2 separate regions of the Mus musculus genome follow, and region 2 is linked to region 1. The links are chromatin contacts, called in public Hi-C maps. All regions are on one chromosome and are shown on one strand. Each heading gives the region's core, a stretch centred on a gene start, on an enhancer-like site or on the middle of the called end of the contact. The rest is flanking DNA. Distances are from core to core; before and after follow the strand shown.

The links. Hi-C and Micro-C count contacts between places; a contact is called where the count stands out from the background.
Region 2: a Hi-C map of the P5424 cell line shows a contact between it and region 1, with 2.3 times the contacts expected there. The contact joins two enhancer-like sites. A contact is called at or near these places in 1 of 15 datasets of contacts at CTCF or cohesin (CD8 T cells), 1 of 484 Hi-C or Micro-C datasets (the P5424 cell line) and 2 of 115 datasets of contacts at active chromatin or transcription factors (CD8 T cells and large pre-B cells).

Annotation. Positions count from the first base shown.
Region 1 is chr14:53,989,500-53,995,515 of GRCm38.p6, forward strand. It overlaps Gm30392 (a long non-coding RNA gene), which reads right to left. Exons shown (of 3, transcript XR_874626.2): 1 at 5,819-6,016. It also overlaps Tcra and Tcrd. Among named protein-coding and RNA genes, the nearest start is that of Gm30392, 3.1 kb to the right of the region's middle. Within about 2 kb of position 2,097, at least 8 of the 459 cell types and tissues checked have an H3K27ac peak or open chromatin away from gene starts, as enhancers often do. A contact at or near this core is called in the P5424 cell line, where this site is marked.
Region 2 is chr14:54,224,388-54,229,712 of GRCm38.p6, forward strand. No RefSeq gene overlaps it. Among named protein-coding and RNA genes, the nearest start is that of Dad1, 27 kb to the right of the region's middle. Within about 2 kb of position 3,299, at least 240 of the 459 cell types and tissues checked have an H3K27ac peak or open chromatin away from gene starts, as enhancers often do. A contact at or near this core is called in the P5424 cell line, where this site is marked.

The sequences.
Region 1 (6,016 bases), core at 847-3,346:
TTTAGATCTGTACCCAATTTTTAAATTAGATTATTTGTTTTTTTTTATATCAAGTTTCTTTAGTCCTTTTACATTTTTGATATTGGTCCTCTATTGGATATGACCTTAAAAAAAAAAAACCAACAACAACAACAAAACTTTTTCCATTCTGTAGGCTACTGCTTTGAGCAACTGATGGTGTCCTTTGCCTTACAGAAGCCTTTCAGTTTCGTGAAGTCCCATTTATTAATTGTTTATCTTAGTGCCTGCACTATCTGTGTTCAATTCAGAAAATCATCTCCTGTGCCAATGTTGCATTCAAAGCTAGTCCTCACTTTCTCATCAGTCAAGGTCAGTGTTTCTGGTTTTATATTGAGGTCTTTCCACTTTGGGCTTGAGTTTTGGGCAAGATGATAAATATTTATCTATTTTCATTCTTCTATATGCAGACATCCAGATTGACCAGCGCCATTTGTTGAAGATGCTGTCTCTTTTCAGTATTTATTTCTGGCTTCTTTATCAAGTATCCATTTATGTGTAGATTTATGTCTGAGTCCTAAATTTGATTCCATTTATTAACATGTCTATTTTTGTGCCAATATTATGCAGTCCTTATTATTATAGTTCTGTAGTACAACCTGAAATCAGGGAAGGTGATATTTCCAGCAATTATTTTATTCTTCAGGATTGTTTTAGCTATCCTGGGTTTTTGTTTTTCCATATGAGATTGAGAATTGTCCTTTCAAGGTTGGTAAAGAGTTGTTTAGGAGATTTGATGAGGGATGTGTTGAATCTGTAAATCTACAGATTGCTTTTGGTAGGTTGGCCATATTTATTATGTTAACCCTACCAATCCATGAGCATGAGAGCTCTTTCCATTTTCTGATATCTACTTCAATTTCGTTTTTCAAAGACTTGAAGTTTTTATTACATAAATCTTTCACTTGCTTGGATAGAATTACCCCAAGATACAACACATTATTTGAGGCCATTGTGAAAGGTGTTGTTTTCTGAATTTCTTTCTCAGTCCATTTGTCATTTGTATATAGGAAGGCTAATGATTTTTTTTTTTTAGTTAATCTTGTATCCAGTCACTCACTCCACTGATAGTGTTTATCAGCTGTATCTCTCTGACATTTAAAATGAAAAATATATATGTCACTTATCAGAGCTTCTAAGAACTATGTTTACTGAAGGAAATCCATAAAGACAAAGAAAGAGCAAGTACGTGGCTTCTCCAGAGACAGCATACAGGCCCATTTTCAGGGAAAACACAGAGAATTAACAGAGCTTATGACAGACCCTATGAAAGAGCTCTCAGTCTTGAGACAGAGAAACTCTAAGTGTCTTACCCTGCATTGAAGGCAGGTATGTAAATACATCAATATAAAGGAACCCTGAGCCTCCAGGCCTTCTCTGAAACCTCAGCACTATTCCAAAATTGATTGATTCAAGCACTAGGCCAAAGAACACCTTAAGTAAACCAAGTCCCTCCCCAGAAGAACAGTCCACAGAAAAAACAACTTGACCTGTATGTGAGACCTAATCCAAAACACGGATGCAGTTGTGGAAGAAATGTGCATAGTCGTGTGGACAATGACCAGCCCTTTGTAATGCAGGAAGCATATTTGTCTCAGTTCAAAAAATTATTCAATGGGTGTTTACTCAGTGTCCACTGTTTGCCAGACTTTATTCTGGGTGCTATGTCCATAACAAAATGCATAGTATAACAGGTTCTTTGAAAACTGAATTTAATAAGCTTTAAACACAAGTAAATTACACAATGTGTTAGATGAGGAGAGAGAGAGAGAAATCAAAGCAATTAGAGGTATAGTGGCTGCTGTGTGAGATGACAGAGAGAGAAGTCCCCTTGAAATTTTAGGTAGGATGTCACAGTAGGCAATTGCATTTGAGAAAGCCTTTGAAGAAGATGAGAGAACACCTTGAAGATATCTGGGGCAAGAGCTTTCCAGGGAGAGAAAAGGGACCAGTTCTCAGCCAGTAAACACCTTGCGTGTTCAAGGGCTAGGTGAAACAGAAAGCCACAGGAAGCCTCTGGGAAGAGGATGGTGTGATCTTGCCCCCACTCAGGAGCCTCATTCAGGCTGTTTTGCTGAGAACAGAGGCGGTGGAGATGAAAGCAGGAAGACTGTTGAATTGACATCAGAACAGATGGGGGCTGGAGTTACACTGAGCTCAGAGGCTTTCTGCACGATAAAAGCCCACTCAGGAACAGCTGTTGACACCGTTCCTGCTGGAGAAAGGGGATGGAGACATATTAAATGGCACTTCTGTGGATCCTCTGACCAGGAATCTCCTGTGAGTTGACTGTGAGCTTAGTGGAAATAATAGAAAGGTCCATTGAGCATCTTCCAGAAGGCAGTCACAGTACTTCCTTCTGTCGTGTAAGAATCTCTACTCGAAGGAGTATGTTAAGGTGTTTAAGGACCTTCGAAACTTGTGGCATTCACATAGTGGAAAAATTGAAACAGCAGGGACAGTGAATGGCTAATAAAGCTGTGCCTTATTGTTCTGCACAATGGTGAGTAATTAGCATATGGAGAAAAACATTAACTCCTGAGCATGCAAAGATACCAACCAACCATCAGCAGGACTGTCTATGTAATTTTCAGGGTCCAATAGAATGCTGGGCTTCTTATTCAAACTTAAGATAATGATACCAGGGCTTTAAAAAAATTACAGTGCACACAGGATGTATTAGGTCTTTAGTTTTAACTACTCATAAGTTATTCAGGTATTGATGCTACAGATAGGAACATGGAAGGATTCACAAAACTGTGTTAACAGCTCTGTACTGTTACATCAAGGAAAGACTTAGACTCACCCAATTCTAAGTTAGTGAGATACCCTGCTCTGTTGATATCAAAAACTGAATATAAGCCCTTCAACTAGGTGCCAGGAAAGATCTATTTAGAGATGGAAGGGGGCAGTCAAACCAAATAGAGATTTTTTTACAACTTCAGCATGAGAAGTATTCATTGTCCTTACCCGTAAGAACTTTGTTCCCTTCTGATAACATTTCAGAACTACTCCTTTGTTGTGAGATATTTGATCAGGGATCTGGAGAAGCCCATTAAAAGAAAACTATTTTCTTTGCCTGGGTAGAGACATAACGTTGCAAACCTCCCAAAACATAAACATTAATCCAACTGAGCCAGTCAATCACCTAGCCAAAATCCATGCCTCGGGAAGGTGGATTCACCTTAAGCCCTGTGAGAGATGGAAAGAATAATTATCCCTTTAATGAGATTGCCAAAGCCTGAGCTCTGTTATCCGTGACACTGCCAAAAGAGACGTCAAACCCTCTCTTCCAAAATCTCTGGCATCAGAGACGGCCCCCTCCCAATGAGGACGCCCCCCTTTCCAGCAGGAAAAAGCTACAGGCGTGACAGCTGTGTCCCCCTTTCCACCTCTCTAGATCAGGAATGTTAGCTGTAGCTGCTCCATTTTGTAAAGCACATTTACTTTGGTTGAATTTCGACAGTTCTAGTCACGTCAGAAATTTTGTTTCAGATTTTAAAGTAACATGTTTCTCTGGATTCTTGTCTTTCCGGCCCTGTTGACCCCAATTAACAACTAGCCAGGAAGAATGCTAATCAATTCAGATCACTGAACATTCTTTAATGACTATTCACTAGTTACCCATAGCAACTGCCAGTGCCAGCCAAAACAGGAAATTTCTCAACCTCCTTCTTCTCAGTCCCCGTTCTATCCCATAACTTCCCTGGATGCGATCCCTTCTACCCTATTACTACCCTGGATGCATTCGCTCCCCCTTCCTACCCTATAATTGTCCCCATACAATCTCTACTCTTTTTACCCTATGACTGCCCCAGATGCAGTCTCTTCCCTTCCTACCCGATAGCTGCCCCCAGATGCAAGCAGAGGGGAGATCTGATTCTTACAGAGAGCCCCCACCTGTAAGGTTTTTTTTCCCTAGAATAAAGGCCTGTGGTGTCTTAGGTCCTTTCTTTGTGTGTCTTTCCTTCTCACCACCCTCTCAGGTTAATACACTGTTCCTTCTCAGAAAGCCTGCCCCAGGTGCTAAGGCTCAGGCAGCCACAGGCAGGTGGATGGACTGAGCCTGCTGACTTTTCTCAGTTACCTAGGAAAGTCTAACTTCTCCTCCTCCCCGTCCTTCTCCTCTCCCCTCCTCCTCTTCTTATCTCTTTTTTCACTCTTCTGGATACTGGCCAAAGTCTAGCATCTGGAGTTTTCTGCTCAGGTCCTTCCTTGTTTTCTCTTCTAAGGCAAAGAGAGAAAATATAAAGAATTAACAAAATAACCATAGAAGGATATATGCTCTAGTTAACTTCTCGGGCTCTGATATAAAATATGTTTGTTCAAACCTCATAATGCTATTTCAATTGAAGACAGGCTACACAAATGACTGACAACAGAAGAATTATAGTGAAACTGGAATTTTTCTTTTTATTTTGCACCACTCAGAGGGTATGGAAATCATAAGAAAATAAATAGCTAAAAATATTGGCAATGCAGAGAGAGGGGTACCCTTATATGTTCCTGATGGAAATGTAAATTAGTTTAGCCAGCGTGAAAATCTGTATGGCAGTTAAAAAGAAATCCTGGTGACCCAGGTGTACTATTATATTTATTTATTCATATATATGTATATATATAAATGAAATACCTTCAGTCAACATCATAGAAATACTTGGACATTGATCGTTATCACCTCACCATTTGCAATAGCTAAGTCCTGGAATTAACCTAAGTGTCCATCAACAAGGAACAGGAGCAAAGCATTGTGGCCCAGGCCTGTACAGAAGCAACAGCATCAGGAATTCAAGGTTATCCTTAGCTATACAGCAAGTTTGAGGTCAGCCTTAAGTACATGAGGCCCTACCTCAGAAACATCAAAACCAAATAAACACACGAATAAAAGCCAAAGTAATGGATGAAGAAAATATGGTACAAACCCAATAAAATTTTATTCAGCCATAAAGAAGAATAAAAGCATGCTATCCACAGGGAAATGAGTATAACTGGAGATCATTAAGTTATGCAAGTTAAGGCAGACTTAGAAAGATAAATCTTATATTTTCTCATATTTGTGGATCACACACACACACACACACACTCACATTAGCTGTGGAACTGTCTAAAGAAGGGAAGGGGAGAGAGAGGGGGATGGGGAGACATCACTGCCAGACATAAAAGTATAATATATAGTACAGGACATGTAAGTGTATACAGTGCATAATACTCACTGACAATAACTATATTTCCAACATACATTAACTATTCTCTTTAGCTGCATTTTAGAACTCCTTATAAAATTATAGTTGAAATTTAAAACCAAAAAGAAATGTGAAAATATAAAATGACTATTAGAGTATAAAAGAGAGAATAGAGAAAAGTTGTGGGTGATGGGGGGTAAGTACAATAAAAGTAATATGTATGTATGAACATTTTATAATGAAGTGCATGGTGTGATATTCTGATAACACCCTTGTAGCTAAAACATGCTATATCAATAGTAAAACATTAACATCTCAGAAGAAAAAATAACCAGTTCATGGCCAGTTTATTAAAACGTAAGCAAGTTTTTAACAATCAGAGAAATAACAACAAACGTTAAATCTCGGAGCCGAGGAAGATCACAAGCTAAGGCTGTGCCTAGCTACAGCACAGATTCAAGGTCAGCCTCCACACAGACAATCCGGAAGTGGAGCTGAGATGACAGAGCACAAGCAGCGTCTGTGAGACCACTTTAGAAGGGACAAAGCCAAGGTACAAAGCCACCAACCGAGAAGTAATAAAAAGGTCTACAGAAATGAGACAAGGTGGGACTTACAGAGAAGTGAGCTGGTACCCTCAGCTATGCCAAACTGCTTGTACCGAGCTGGGTCCCACCAGGAAACTCTTGAGAGTGCTGCAAAGGTCAGTTCACACTGCTGGAAACTCAAATAAGAGGCTGAACTCAGCATCTCCAGGGAGGAGAACGGAACCAGCAAGCCTCAATTACAGCTCCAGGCATGGGGCTTGAAGTACT
Region 2 (5,325 bases), core at 2,049-4,548, 240 kb after region 1:
GCACTTGAGAGGCAGAGGCAGGTGGATTTCTGAGTTCGAGGCCAGCCTGGTCTACAGAATGAGTTCCAGGTCAGCCAGGGCTACACAGAGAAACCCTGTCTTGGGGGGGGTGTGGGGGGATTCCACTAAGCAAGCTGTACCAAGGGCCAGGAAGCTCCTTTTACAGGGGAGAGTCCCCGCTCATGCCGCACCCATTAAGAGGCTGACCGCAGGGGGCTGATGGGCAGGCTCTGACCTGTAGCTGAACTTTACCAGTCAAGGATGAGGAATGTCCTCCAGGTTCTCACCCACTGGCTCCTGCCCTCCAGGGACACCCTTGCTCTCCCATCAGACTGCCTTGCTACTGAACCTGTGTTCTGCCTTACAAATCTACTGTCTGGGACTTGGCCAAGGACAGCAGGCATTCTCAGCTCTTCCTAGCCATGAGAGTCTCTGCCTTCACAGCCCACTGTTCTTGGCAGAGAGGGAGCCTCTCCTATCAGTCTCCTTTCCCCAAGGGCAGGCAGGGATTCTGATGGAAACACACTTCAGAGACCAACTGCTCACACCAAACGGGAGTACTTACTAGTTCCCAGGACTCCCCCACCCCCACCCACTGCCACCACCCAGCTTTTCCCTGGTTCAACTGTGTGTCTATGACCACACTAGCCAGAAATATGCTAATCCTCCCAGCTGTGACTCCCAGGCCTGCTTCTTCTCATAGAGATGGGGCTGACCAGCTTTCGAGTGTGATCGAGGGCATGTCCCTCCCTCCTGTGAGCTTCAGGGTCACCAGCCATGAAATGTCAGTTTCGACTGGAGACTACAGCAAAAACCCATGTTCCCTCTCCCGGCCACCCCTGATTAGAGTGACCGCAGAACCCCGTCATTTCTAAACTGCCTCATCTCTAGCCCACAATGAAGCCTTCTGAGACCAGTGACGGGGACGGCCTCAGGAAACACCACCATGACAGGGCCACCCTCACACACACACAGGGGAGGAGGGGCGAAGAGCCTCAATCCCACGCCCCTCCTCGAGTGTCTGACACGATGCCAAAGACTACCACTGGGGATTTCTTTTAATTAAACCATTCTCTTCCCTGTATTAGATGAAAGTGCCCATGGGAAGGTTAGTGCAGCAAGCCTTTATCAACCATTAAGAACTTAGGGCAAATTAGTTTGTCTTTTTTTTTTTTTCCTTGCTCCTAAAGTGGTAATTCACTTTGTTCTATTAAAAAAAAAAAAAAAAAATCCAGGCAAAGAAAGCGTGGGTGGCTGAGGAGATGCCGGGCTCCTAAAAACTGGCTGCCATAATGCAGAGGCTGAAGGGGGACCTTGTGGGAATGGAACAGAGTAAGAAGCCTAGAAGGCAGTATAGGAATCAAAGACAGACCTCCTCACTAAACGTGAAAGAGGCCCAGCCTCGGTTGAACCATGCTAGCCCAGTGTCCCCAGAGAGCAACATCCAGAGGTCACAAGAACCCTAACGTCACCTGAGGACCAGAGTGAGGTGACGTGGCAGGGATTTGAAGGGCCTCCCACAGCGGTGAAGTGAATATAGATAGCTTCCAGCCCCAACTCAAGCGAGGCCGGGACAAGGCAGACAGGAGGCCACTGATAGATCAAAGTCAACTTCATCGCCATCCAATCAGAACAAGAACTTTCTCCCACAGCTGAGGCTAAATCTCCACAGGAGCTGAACAAGTGTGGGGAACAGGCAGAGACTCTTCGACGTCGGACTCTGGGTCTCTCACTGCTTAGTCTGGAAGAGGCTACTGAGGAAACCTGAAGACATGACAATGGTCACAAGGCTGCCACTGCTCCCAGACCAGTCTGGACCAACTCCCGAAGAGAAGGCACCCATAGCCCAGCAAACTCCTTGCCAGGGCCAGCTGTAAAATGGGTATCTCTAGAGTCTAGATAAATGCCCTTACTCCCTAAGGGGTTTTCTGCAGGCCAGCTCTGAAGGCAGAAAAAAAAACGGACCCTTCACGTTCCAAGGCTAGAACTGTGGAAAGTGTTCTGCAACGTTGTCCGGTGCAGCTGGAGTCACAGTTCAGTCCAGAAACAGGCAGGCTGGACAGGTGTGTGCTCTGACCACTCAGGCCACCCCCTGAGGCTTCAAGGGTTTAGTTTTGTCTCATTTTTGTTTGGGGTATACCATAAAATCCAACTCCCAAAGCTCATGTCTAATATCAAATCTAATAGTGTTTTATTACCAGGTGACATGTTGGCAAGGGACTATAGATGACCCTTCGGATAGGAGGAATACCTTGCTCACCAGTAGCTCCTCCATACCTAGTGCAGTACCTTGCACCCAACAGATACCAACAGATGACATCATGACGGTCAACACAGTCACTGGGAGGGACCTGAGCTGGAGAGGGAACGTAGTGGCGTTAACAGAGGCCAGGTGAGCCACTGTCTCGGTTTTGCAAGGAATAGAGTAGCTTGGCAAAAACTATTAGAATAATCAGAGCTTGAGTGGTGCGCCCTTGAAGAGTTCAGACTCACATTAGCTTCATGACTGTTGACTGAATCCTGCAGGACAGTTACCAGGAAACACTGGCTTCTAAAAGTCTAAAGACTCTGGTCCTACATGAGAACCAGCATCCAGGGCCAAAGGTCACTTAATGTCCATTTCAGTTTCCCCAGTGACCCACACAAACCCACTGAAACCTAGTTCCTCGAGCAACATGTGGGAAGAAGGGCTTCCGGTTTACAAAGCAGGAAGTCTATATCCAGCCCACCCCGCCCTGGACAAGATTGAAGTCTGGGTCCCCGAGGGATATTTCCCAGAGGTGAGTGTGAGAGACCTGTCAAATACTGTAACTCTTGCATGTACTGGCTACGGGTGGGGGTGGGGTGGGGTGGGGGGCAGTCTGAAGGATCGCCAGCCCTGCTTTGGGTAAAAGCCACATGGGTAACACAGCTGTCTCCTTTCATACAGACACACAAGGCATAGGATTTCCTCCAAGAATCACACAGACAGCTGCACCCTGAAATGGGTAAGCTGGTCAGATAGTGAATCAATAGCCAGAAGTAGAACAGGAAATGGAAAAAGTTTCCCACTTCCCTCCAGGTGTTTGGGTCTGAACAGCCTCCCACTTCCATGACGTCACGGCTGCTGACATGGGCAAACAGGTCCCCCTTTGAAGCTCTCCCGCAGAAGCCACATCCTCTGGAAAGAGGAGTTAAAAATACAGAGTTAGAGATAAGATCTCTCCGGGCCACGTGCCCAGAAGAGGTAGGCTGGGCCGTTACACCGCAGCCCAACCACAGGTGCAGAAAAGAAGGCCACGGAGAGCACATTGGGTGGGGCTTGCAGGTCTTGGTGGTAACACCCATTCACAGCAGCCGGCTGGGGAGGCACTGCGGCTCCACTCCCAAGAAGTCCCCCTCCCCTGACCTCTATTGCCCTCAAATTAGACAAGTCTATATACTTAGTTCAAGGGAGAAAGTCTATGTCCAGTCCAGCTTGTGCTGGACAGGTTGTGAAAGAGGCAGCTGCCTACACACACAGCTAAGGCTCGTTCCCCAACAGATACCTTCCACAAGAAGCCCCATTCGCTCTCATTTCCACTCCAGGAGGAAATTTAAGTGTCAAGAGATAACCCTAGTGGACATCTGTCTCTCAGGGTCCTAGGAAGTCGCAGAACCTGAAACCTGAAAAACTTTCGTCTTGGGAGTCCCACTCTGTTGTAGTGTCTTAAGGTAGCCACACGGGGGCAGCAGTACTCCACCAAAAGGCTTTCTCCCTCGGCGTGTTTATTCGGGATAAAGAAAATCCCTGCATCCTACGGAAAAACTCTTTCCAAAGGAAAATAAAATGACAAGTGGCTTCTGTTTCACAGGGTCCTGCCCTGTGCCAGTCACTGGACTCCAGACTTGTGTGATCCTCTCTGCCTGCAAAGAGTCTAGGGTCAGGCCTTCAGGCAGCAGGGGGCACTGCCTACCCAGGTTTAGGAGACCTAGCTACAAGAGAAACCCAGAAAGAAACTACCCTGTTGGAAGCCAGGAGATGGAATATGGGGCCCGGCAGGCCCAGGATCCATGACTTCACTCTGTAGCCTGTAAACCCGCAGCCTCAGTTCTCCTCTTTGTACCAACATTCTCTCAGGTAGTTTAGAAACGAAGGCTTTCTTCCAGCGGGATACCTGTTAAAGGGCAGACACTGTGTCAGGTTTCAGGGACTCTGACTCCATACAACTAAAGTTTAAGAAATGGCCAAAGGGGTCGCCCATAACAGGTACTCACATGCTAGGTGTCTCTAGGGAGAAAGGACTGATGGGAAAGGAGAACAAGGGTTTGGAATTCGGGGCGGTTGATCTGAACCTGGATGATGGGCACATCGGGGTAGATGCCTGTCAAAATGCATCCAGCTGGAAAGCCTGGGTTTGCTGCACCTCAGTGTGTGTAAATTAAACTCAAGATTGCCTAAAGTCAAGGCACAGACAGTCCGGGCACTGTGTGAGCATGGGAGACAGACGTAATGGCTGTAATTTTATGGCCTCTGTTAATATCTTCCTGGCAGTCCTCAGGCAGGCAGGGGTCAGGCAAAGCAGGGTCTGTAAGCTTCAGTGTCCTTCGTGGCACATTTAACTTTCCCCTGTCTCTCTCCATTTTCCATTATTCACACGGAGACCGGAATGCATGCCCACCTTCTCTCCCTGTTGTCTGAGGAGATAATGGTATGCTAATGCTTCGCGAACCGAAATCCCCAGGCAGACACAAAGCAGTGGGATGGCAGCACGAGCGAAAGGATGGACCATAATCCTGCGCGCTTGCTCGGATGCACCCATGCTGCGATAAAAGCAGCCTGCTGCGTGAGGATGCCGGCGCTCACATAGGCTTGGGGCCCGCCAGGTCCCCCGCTCAGCAGCGGTCCCCCACCTCGCCCGTGACTGTGGCCCCAGTAGCTTCTATCACGCACATCTGTTACTCCTTCCATGACTTCCAGCTTTTGCAAGGTCACAGTTTTTTCAGGACCACAGGACCCCACGGTATCCCATGGCCCCCCTGATGCTTCTCACTGTATCACCTGTGAGGAGACACATTTTTTTCCCTCCTCTCTGGCACCCCAGGGGCTTCCCTGATTGTAGGATTCCTTGAGCCAGTAGTAGCAGGATACAATCGCTCCAGGCACCTCCCCTCAAGGCAGGTTTTCTGAGAAGCATTCCTCCTCCAGCCAGTGTGTCCTACAATATCCTAGGGTGTGTTTGTCCTGGAAATGTGAGCATACCACCCTTCCAGAGTCCACAGGGCTGGGCAGTGGTGGCGCACGCCTTTAATCCCAGTACTTGGGAGGCAGAGGCAGTCTGATTTCTGAGTTCAAGGCCAGCCTAG